Regions from separate parts of the Sus scrofa genome. Here region 2 is linked to region 1. Evidence: chromatin contacts called from public HiChIP or PLAC-seq data. All regions are on one chromosome and are shown on one strand. The core of a region is the stretch at or near the end of the contact, and the rest is flanking DNA. Distances in the headings are between cores, read along the strand shown. Region 1 holds the start of ANO6 (anoctamin-6). Region 2 overlaps ANO6 (anoctamin-6).

What was found. HiChIP or PLAC-seq counts read pairs in DNA pulled down with a chosen protein or histone mark.
Region 2: an H3K27ac HiChIP or PLAC-seq map of skeletal muscle shows a contact between it and region 1. The contact joins the enhancer-like site here to the promoter of ANO6 in region 1. A contact is called at or near these places in 1 of 5 promoter capture datasets (liver), 6 of 47 Hi-C or Micro-C datasets (heart right ventricle, liver, mesenteric adipose tissue and 3 more) and 2 of 2 datasets of contacts at active chromatin or transcription factors (alveolar macrophages and skeletal muscle).

Annotation. Positions count from the first base shown.
Region 1 is chr5:76,109,253-76,114,339 of Sscrofa11.1, reverse strand. ANO6 (anoctamin-6) reads right to left here and starts at 1,912. Exons shown (of 22, transcript XM_005655713.3): 1 at 541-1,912. The coding sequence starts at 613. It overlaps LOC110260769 (a long non-coding RNA gene), which reads right to left and starts at 534. Exons shown (of 2, transcript XR_002344171.1): 1 at 1-534.
Region 2 is chr5:76,229,226-76,234,895 of Sscrofa11.1, reverse strand. The region is part of intron 3 of ANO6 (anoctamin-6); the gene reads right to left. Among named protein-coding and RNA genes, the nearest start is that of ANO6, 120 kb to the right of the region's middle. Within about 2 kb of position 3,200, at least 5 of the 83 cell types and tissues checked have an H3K27ac peak or open chromatin away from gene starts, as enhancers often do. A contact at or near this core is called in skeletal muscle, where this site is marked.

The sequences.
Region 1 (5,087 bases), core at 663-3,162:
GATTCTGGCGGGTCACACCCCGGCTCTCCCAACCCGGGCGCCCATCCCAACACCGCCCACGGCTCGCCGCCCGCGCCAGCTCTTCGGAATCCCCAGCGCCGGTTCGAGCCGGAGGAAATGACCCAAAAGTTGTTGTTCTCAGTCAAGACTTCCGCGCGCGCGGGGGGCGTCTCCCTGTCTCCCGCGACTGTTCAGGGACCGCGACCCTCGCAGGGTTTCTCTAAAGTGACCCGCGGACCCGCGCGTGCCCCGCCCCTCCTCTGCTTTCCCGGGGGCTGCCTGCCCGCCGCGAGCTGAGCAGGGAAGCAGCCGACCCGCGGAGCGCGGCGGCCGCATTGCGGCCCCGGGAGTGCGGCGCGCGGGCTTCCACCTCCCGGTGCTCCCGAGCCAGCTCCCCCGAGCGGCCGAGGGTTCCCGCCAACCTCCACCGCCAAGGGTGCGGCGCCCACGCGCGGTCCCGACTTCCTCCCGCGTCGGCTCGCGCTTTCGGGTGCGGACGCAGGGCCCCAAGTTGGCCCACCCTAAGGACCCCTAGCTCACCGATATCCCCATCCTCGTCGTCGTCGTCCTCCAGCTCCCTTTCAAGTAGAACGTCCCTGGTCATCATTTGCATGCCTCTCCCCGAAGGAGGCTCGGAACTTGGCGCGAAGTTGGGGGTTCCCGGGGTCCCGAACGACGGCGCTCTGGCGGGGCTGGCGCCCGGGCGAGGACGGCGGGGCGAGTCTCGTTTCGGACTCAGGAGCCTCGGTGCTCAGCCCGCGCTCCGGGAAGCCGAGACCAGGAGGCAGCCGACCCGAGCCCTGCGCCCAAGGCAACCTCTGGCCACCGAGCCGGGCCGGCCACTGAGCATGCCCAGTGAGCACCGAGGTTTGCTGCGGAATGATTGAACTTCCCAGGTTTACGAGGCTCTTAGAAGGAAGTCAGGAGAAGGGAGGGAGTAGCTGGCGTCCGCGTTGTGCACGCGAGTGAACTAGCCGAAGGGGGTGGCGAGAGCACGCGAGGGTGGGAGTGGACAGGGTTCTCGGTTGCCCCAAACGAGGCAGCTTTCTGTTCCAAGGTCATATATGGGCACGTCCTGGGGCTTGTTTGCTTTGACATCTATCTAAGAGGGGAAAGACGCAGCTGCAGCTCAAGGAAAGCACCCTGAAGGCGAGCACGTTTGGATGTGTTTAAAGGGAACGTGAAGCTAGTAGAGGATCTTAAAGTATCAATTACTCTGACTCTAGGTGGGGGGATGTGCCTTCCGGAGGGGAATGGGGAGAGGGAGATTACAGGGAAAAGAGGCCAAACTCGTAGATAATAAACAACGGAAGAAAAATGACCCAAAGAGCGAGATCTAAAAATGCTTGTTTACAAAAGGCAAGAGGATTTCCGCCTAAAGTGAGGTTAGGAGGAGGGAGAAGCGCCCCCTACCCCCGCACGCTGGAGCGCACAGGGAGTGGTCGGAAGATGATCACCCAGCATGCAGCGTATTGGGACTTTGAAAGCTTGAACCTTGGCGTCACATAAAGGCAAAGGAAGTGAGGACCTCCCCGATGGTTCGGTGTAAACTCTAAAGCAGTGTGGAAAACTATTATAAGCAGAAGAAATAAGGTGCTGAAATAACGTTGAGGCAGAGAGCGTAAGAATGCTTTCGTGAAGACCAAAGGGCTCAACATGACAAATACAAAGGGATTTCTGCTTTTAAGACACATGGGGTAGTTTGAACTGCAGATTCCTGGGTTTGTGCATCTGCAGAATTTTCTTCCAAGCAGCTGGTGAATTCAGGTGGGACGATTTTTGACTTCTCGAAAGGGCTGGAAGGTGTAACCAAATCCTTGTTGTATTCATTGTCCCCCTAACACTTATTGAAACTTTTTCCCATTTAAGTACCAGCATTATCATGATAATTAGAATAAACATTGAGCTAACACTAAATCTACTGTGCATCTTATTCTCCTATATACTTATTTCTGATGTTTTCATATGAAATTTCATATGAAATGAAACAGCCACAGCAAGCGGGATCCTTAACCCATTGAGCAAGGCCAGGGATCTAACCTGCATCCTCACGGAAACTAACTGAATTTGTTTCTGATGTGTCACAACAGGAACTCCCCATGTGAAAACATTTTCATATGAAACATTGAGCCCACCTGTGAGTGGCAGTGGGAAAACAGCTATGAATATGCATTATAAAACAGCAAATTAAGAAAATATCCAGAATTATTAAATTAGTGATTAACTGAAGCCCTCCTGCACAAATTAATTAATGCATAAAAAAATGAAAAAAAACCCACAAAAAAGAAAATATCCAGGAAACACTGTAATTACTTCTTAAAGAACCTTTTGAAAAAAATTATTTTTAATATAAAGAAAAGTCAATACAGTACTCTGAAGAGAAGAGGGGAAAAATAAAAGATGGGAAGGTAAAGAAAAAGTTGAGAAGTGGAAAAGATTTTTTTTTAATTCTGTCCCCAATGCTTATGGAGCCTACTAAAACAAATTCCAGAGGAATGTTGGTTACATGATTAGTTTTCATGATTTTCATTTGACAAATGCATATGGTAATTTTTATGTGTTAGGCACAATTCTAAATGTTTTACATGTGGTCATTTAATTCTCACAATGACCCTAGGAGTTGTTACCACACATTTACTCAGACACAGGGTGACTGAATAACTTGCCCCAAATCACACACACACAGTAAGTGGCAGAGTTGGGATTCAAACCCAAGCAGCTTATTCTAGAATCTGTGTTCCTAGCCACTTTCTAAACCTCTTCTAGAGACATTTCTAAATCTGTTTTTAAAAAATCACTTTGCACCCCATCAATTCTAAGCTCTTAAATTCTTATCAACTTCCTGCCATAGTCCTCTCACCAAATTGCCTGGTTCTTAGGGCCTAAGACTTTGCTCAAGATAAATTAGTTAGAAAATTCTTGTGTTTGCATTTGCAACAGGTTTCAATGAGTCATTTGAAGTTCTTCACAGATTTTAGAGTTTACATTTTTCTTGCTTGATAAATGTTGCAGAGAGACACTGCTGGCCTTATATGTACAGGTGACTGTTGCTAGAAGAGAAATGAATTATTTACTTTAGTTAGCTGTAAGTCTATTATTAGTAAATCCCATTCTTTCATTTAATCCATTTTATTTCCTGTAATGGATTATTTTTTTTCCACCTAAGACATGCTTCAAAAATAATCAATGTAATAGGCCTAGGTAAGAACCACACCCTTGACTCTGAAAAATTATTGTCTAGAGTTCCTGTCATGGCTCAGCCACAGTTAACAAACCTGACTGTCCTCCATGAGGTTGCAGGTTCGATCCCTGACCTTGCTCAGTGGGTTAAGGATCTGGCGTTGCCATGAGCTGTGGTGTGGGTCGCAGACATGACTCGGATCCCAAGTTGCTGTGACTCTGGCGTAGGCTGGCAGCTACAGCTCCGATTAGACCCCTAGCCTGGGACCCTCCATATGCCACAGGTGTGGCCCCCAAAAGACAGAAAGGCAAAAAAAGAAAAAAAAGAAAAATGATCATCTATATCATGAATAGTTTATGAAATAAAATGTGCCTAACAATCTGTGCCCAGGTTAGAGGGTTTGCAAAGCTTTTCCAAGTCGGGGATCATGGGCCAAATATTTTCTCCCTCATTGGTCTTCTGATTAATTAGAACACTTGTCTGGACACAGAACCGCCTGACTTCTCTGCCCGACCCTTAAATTGGTGCTTCTCTGGCTTCCATCCTTGGGCCTCTTTTCTTCTTATCTTTCCCTGCTTAACTCATTCAGTCTTCTAACTTTAATATATTCCCAAGCAAGGCTAGATTCATGGGCACAGGGCCTTGCACTCAGAGAGGCTTAGGCTTGAGGTCTTAATGCTCTGTGATTGCCAGCCTGAAATTCTTTTTTTTTTTTATTTATTTAAGTATAGTTGATTTACAATGTTGTGTTAACTTCTGCTGTACAGCAAAGTGACTCAGATGTATGTATATATACATAATAAATATATATGAAACATGTTATATAAATATATATAAACATATGTGTGTATATATGTCTATATATATTTCCATACTCTTGAAAAATATGAAATTGAAATTCTTAATAACATCTTTGGTTTTTTATTTTGTAAGTGAAGTCTAGTGAGGGTATGGGACATGTCTCCTGTCACCTCTGTGCCTCCCTGGGATAGGTGCAGCTGCCAGCTCCCTTCATTTTCTGGCCTCTCAGCCCTGTCCACTCTCCTCCTCACCCTACCCAGGACCAGGGGGACCTGGGCAACAGGCACAAGGAAGGTCAGGGTCATGCGTCCTAGGGCAGGGCATGGCAATAGCTGTCCTGGAACGTCAGCACCGCAGTGCACCCCGTGGGCATCTGGGTAGGGATGAGGCTCTTACTCATCCCCTGTGCAAGTGCATCCTAGCATGGATGTTGCAGTCTCTTGGAGGTATCCCACCAATGTGGTTTATAGAATAGAGGCCAGGGAAGACCTGGCTCAACTTCCCTACCTTTAACCAGAGCATGGTCTGTTACTCCTACTAATTGTTGGGGGTGGGGAGAACCAAGCAGCTGATGGACCTTGAAGTCTCTCTGAACAAGATATCCTGCATTTGCATCTTGCACCAGGCCCTGCAAATTATAGAGCTGGCCCTGATTCTAAGGTCTTTATTTCCAGCCCAGATTTCTCTTCCGTGTTGCAAATGGTATATCTGCCTACATGCTTGAACATGGATTCATTTGGATATTTCTTATGACATTACAGATTCAGCAGGTTTAAAACTGAGTTTATAACCTCTGTCCCAAAAGTGTTTCTCTAAATCTGGGAATAGCACCACTAGTTATACAAGCCAATAATTTAAGAATCATTTTGACGCCTTCCTCTCTCTCTTTTCCTTCCTATCCAAGCAGTTGCTAAATCCTCTGGCATCTACTTCTGGATATCTCCAAAACATTCTATATTTGTTACCCATTGTTACATTGCTGCATAACTGCATAGCATAATGTTTTACAGAGACTTGAAGTAGGAGATTAAGACATGCAACTATCGGAGGGAATGGAGTTTTAGACAGAAGGAAAACAAATACAACAGTTCTAAGAAGAAGAGGC
Region 2 (5,670 bases), core at 1,951-4,450, 120 kb before region 1:
TTTAATGGTTACTACCCAACTGAATTACTGCTTTTCTAAGTGGCAATTACTTTTCTTGACCTAATAGAACTGTCTTATTATTTAATCCCTTTCCAGTAGATTCTCTTGGGTTTTACGGATGAGATCTAAAGGCCACCCAGGCAAACAAGCAAGTGGGTGCATGGTAATACAGAGGCAGCCCACAAAGTTACTTCCTGAAAAGAAAAGAGACAAACACTCCTGGGCACTGGGTACCAGCCCTGGGTTCACCGATGCTGGCGTGTTTTCTGAAACGGAGACGTTTAACTGGAACAGGTGATACTAGTGTTAGAAGGTCACTGCATCCTGGACATACTTTCCATGACAGTTTACATGCTACCAAATATCAGTATATATTTTGACTCATATGTCTTTAAAATATAGAACTTACTGCTTAGTTTAGAAATGATTTCCGTTGCAATTTAAAAACTAAAGAACAAAGTCTTGAAAAATCATCTTGATATTTGTAAACAACTACAACTAGTTTCCAAATAGTGGAACTGACTATTTTCAGTCATTTCCCGTCAGAAATAGATGGAATTCATAATACTAGATTGCACCCTGAAATTGCTGATGCTGCTGTGGCTTCTTTTTTTTTTTTTCTTTTTATTATACACATGAGGGAATGTTCGCATGCCAACGGCTTCCTGATTTGGTATATGCATTTTGCTTTTGTTTCCCTTTGCCTTGTTAAAATAAACTCTAGGGTTCTATTATTAGAACATCACGTTTCAAAGGCAGGGTGAGGGTGAAGGCATAATGCTGCAAGCATAATTACTGTTAAATATTTTCCTGAAGCCTGTGCCAAGGAAGCAGCAGTTTTAGCAAGTAGAATTCTCATTTGTTTTAAATATTATATTCTTAAAATTTATGAGCTAGGCTAGAGGAAATATGGAAATAGAACTTTGGAATGACCTTTAAAATAAAACTTCCCTAAAAGGAGTTAAATAAGCAGGGCAGACAATAAGTTTTCTATTTCGGGAAGATGCTTAGTTAGGAGCCTTAGAGAAGAGGGACTCTGAGTGAACTTTTCTTAAACCCACAGTTAGAGCTAGGATTGGGATCTGCATGACTACAAATTGTTCTGCTTCTCTGTTATCCCACAGGTGTTTCATCATTAAAAAACTTTTTTTTAAATTTATTTATTTATCTCAGCCATGCTTGGAAGTTCTTAGTCCAGAGATCAAACCTGCCCAACAGCTGTGACCTGAGCCAAAACAATGACAAAGATGGATCCTTAACCTGCTGCACCACGGAGAACTCCCATTTAACCATTTAAAAATCTCCATTTTTCCCGTTGTGGCTCAGTGGTTAACGAATCCGACTAGGAACCATGAGGTTGCGGTTCGATCCCTGGCCTTGCTCAGTGGGTTAAGGATCTGGCGTTGCCGTGAGCTGTGGTGTAGGTTGCAGACACGGCTCAGGATCCCGTATTGCTGTGGCTCTGGCATAGGCCGGTGTCTACAGCTTGGATTCAACCCCAGCCTGGGAACCTCCATATGCTGCCAAAGCAGCCCAAGAAATGGCAAAAAGACAAAAAATAAAAAATAAAAATAATCTCCATTTAGCTTTCCTTAAAATGATCTGCAGACCCCTATGTTCATTGCAGCACTATTTACAACAGCCAAGACATGGAAACAGCCTAAATGTCCGTCAACAGAGAATGGATTAAGAAATGTGGTACATATATACAATGGAATACTACTCAGCCCTAAAAAGGACAAAAATAATGCCATTCGCAGCAACATGGATGCAACTAGAGATTCTCATACTAAATGAAGTCAGTCAGAAAAGAGACAAATACTATATGATATCAGTTATATTTGGAATCTAAAATATGGTACAAATGATCCTATCTACAAACGGAAAGATCATGGACAGGGAGAGCAGACTTGTGGTTGCTGGGGTGGGGTGGAGGGGAAGTGGGATGGACTGGGAGTTTGGGGTTGGTAGATGCCAACTATTACACTTGGAATGGATAAACAACCATGGATTCTTACTGTATGTATGACTAGGTCCCTGTGCTGTATAGCAGAACTTGACACAACACTGTAAATCTACACTCTAATAAAAGAAGTCATCTGCAGAAAAGAAGAGAAACAAGTATAGAAAGTGGTTGTTTTCTTACTTTTCCTTTTCTAGAAGAGGGCGGCATCTATTTGCACTGCTCTCATCTGGCAGTGGTTAACACTGGTGAAAGAAGTGTGGGTGAGATTAAGCTGTAAGATATTTCCAATTAAAGTCAGGAATGACAAAGTGATGGATGTGATAAAACAAGACCAGTGGTTGTGAGAGGACATTCATGAGAGAATGAGTAACCTCTTGGAGGCTGACCTCTTAGGATCTCCATATCCCTAAAGTGTCTTGCTTTGCTTTTATCTAATATGGAGTCAACATCAATCCATTACCTTAAACTTTTTAAAAGCTATTAGCATTTTCAGTGTGACCATCTCCAGAGGAAGAACATGCAGTAGGTTTTCCATGCAGGCAAAACTGTTGTCCTAAAGGACACTTTTTGATCTTTAAGAAAGAGCTCCCAATCTCATACTCTGGAATCAGTCAGAACCAAAATAATATTCCTCCAACCAAATCCTTCATGACTTAATGGACTTTCACAGTATTCTCTCTAAAATTTTAAGATCCTTACTCTTAAGGAATAATAATTTTAGCTTGACTTCATAACCATAGGTTTCCCTCCACTTAACCTTTTGTTCCTGTTCATTAATCTTATTTCAATAGCATATCTATTTTCAGTTCTTGGAAATTAACTGGTTAGACTCAAACATTTTACTGGGTAGTTCCCATTCACCAAATCCATAGCTATGAACTGCCTCCTTTTCTCTATCCCGTGAGGTGTGTGGGAGCCGGGTTACCAGTCCCTGAGATTTTAGGCTTTTGAATAAAGAGCTAATCTCAAAACATGTGATTATAATCTGAGAATAAACAGAAAAGGGAGTCTGAAGCTACTGCTATTCAGCTCGGTGAGCTGAACAAGATACAGAGGTTTAACTGAGAGAGAAACTATGGCAACATGTGTTCAGCTCTTTTCCAGGTTCCTGTGTGATTCTTCTTCTGCAGATTCCCTCAAAGCTACAATCCATTATTCTCAGAGAGCTCTTCATCTTTCCCAGGAGGTTTCCATTTCCAGTCTAAGAAATGCCCTGAGTTATTTCCAGCTGCTCAGGGTTGCAGCACAATCGTCTCGTCATCAACTGTGTCTCCTCTGGACTCTCATGTCCCATGTGTGCCTTGGCCACAATCTTCTCAGACCACTTCTCTGGGAATTGATGTTTGCAACCTCATTCAGAGCCAAGAGGTAGAAAAACAAATCAGAGCATCTAGTGCCCAGCAAAGCAAAGGATTGTGACAACTCCTATCAGTTGGTTAATGCTCTCTAAAGATATTACTTTTCCTCTCTACTCAAGGAGTTTACAAAATGGCGGTTCTTTTTGGTATCAAAAGAATGCGCAGATGTTTCCAAAACAAAATTAAAAAAAAAAAACAAAAAATAAAAATGACTCATTTAAAACGATGACACAAAGTTGTTTTAAACTGACTACAGATAATAAATAACACTTTACAAAATCCTCCTCCCATCAATTATCGGGAAATTGCAAGAAATAAAGTACTCTGAGGAAATGAGTTTTCAGATGAACTTTATGCCAGTTTTAAAAAGGTTACTTCAACCATTTTGTGCTTAAAATTTTCTCAAATATAGTAAACAATAGTTTTTGATTTTTTTTTTTTTGGTCTTTTTTTTTTGGGCCGAACCCATGGCATATGGAGGTTCCCAGGCGAGGGGTCGAATCAGAGCTGTAGCCAATGGCCTACACCAGAGCCACAGCAACATAGGATCCGAGCTGTGTCTGCGACCTACACCACAGCTCACAGCATCACTGGATCCTTAACCCACGGAGTGAGCCAGGGATGGAACCTGTGTCCTCATGAAAGCTAGTCAGATTCGTTTCCACTGAACCATGACAGGAACTCCTATTTTTTAATTTCTTAGAAGATATTGAACATTAACTCTTATTACTATTATTACTGTTACTACTACTATTGTTATTATTATTAAGGAGGGAAAAATGAAGGGAGCCCAAAATAAGAATAAAGAGCACGCGCTTTCATATCTGGTAGAGCTGGGTTCAAATCACAACTCTGCCACATATAATTGGTTGTGTGCCTTTGTGTATATATTTTCTCTCTTTAAGTCTATTCATCTGTAAAAAGGAGGAAATCGCAGCAAGAAATGCAGGGTTATTGTGATGATTAACTACGGTGATGTGTGTAAAGCAACAGCACAGAGACTGGGACACAGGAAAAGTGCAATAAAATGTGAGCTTTGGATGTTTTCTATTTTAACATGAAATAGTTCTTTATTGTAACGAGCTGCATTTAGTGCATTTGCCTACTTTATAATCCCAAGGAAATTTCACCTGCATCTTGCTTTCTCTCTCTGCCATCACTCCGATTTGAGGAATCATTTCTTTTGCTATCAATTCACCTGTTTGTAATAGGTGTTCCACTACGCTTTTATTACCGCTTATATCTGCTTTGATTTGGGCAACCAGAGTAACTGGATTTGTTGAGTTTCTTTGAAAGGTTTTGGATCTCAGAGGCTTTTCAGCTTTCTTCAGGTTTTGAGTAAACTGTGACTAAAACAAAAGGTCCCATCCCAGAAACAAAGTGTGGCAAAGCTTACTACATTATTCTGCTTCCCCCAGTCTCTGTCAAAAGAGGTCTTATGATATCTGGCACCAAAGAGAATGAAAATAATTAATGAATTATAAATAGAGATGGAAATGAAAAAAGAATTAAATGTTGCCATTTGCAACATGGGTTGACTTGGAGGGTATCATGCTAAGTGACATAAGTCAGAGAAAGACAAAATAGCTTATATGTGAAATATCGCTTATATGTGGAATTTAAAAATAAACTAGTGAATACAATAAAAAAAAAGAAACAGACTCAGAGATAAAGAGAACAAATTAGTGGTTACAAACTAGGGGTTACTAGTGGGGAGAAGGAAGGGGGTAAAATAGGGGTAGGGGATTAAGAGGTATGAACTCTTACGTATTAAACAAATAGGAGTTCCCTGGCGACCTAGTGGTTAAGGATTCCGTATTGTCACTGCTGTGGCTCTGGTTTGATCCCTGGCCTGGAAACTTCCACATGCCATAGGCGTGGCCATAAATAAATTGAATAAATAAATAAGCTACAAGGATATATTGTACAATATAGGGAATATAGCCAATATTTTATAATAAATATAAATGGAGTATAACCTTTAAAAACTGTGGATTACTATGTTGCACTATAACTTATTATGGTGTAACATTACCTGTAACTTATGTAATATTGCATATCAACTACACTTTGATAATAAAAAATAAATAAATAGAGATACAGAGTCAGGGCCAGAGAAAGTAGAAGGAAGAAATATACTAACCACTGAGACAATTGTAATTGTGATTTTGACATGACCTTGGCACAAGGCCTCCTAGCAGCGGGGCAAAAAAGGAAATATGTTCCAAGATATAGTCCCTGTTATCAGAAAAAAAGGAAGCATTCTGATGTTTCAGGGAGAAAAAAGTTTCATGTGAGCTCTTATACAGAAACACCCAGTTTTTATCCATCTTCCTACCAGACAAT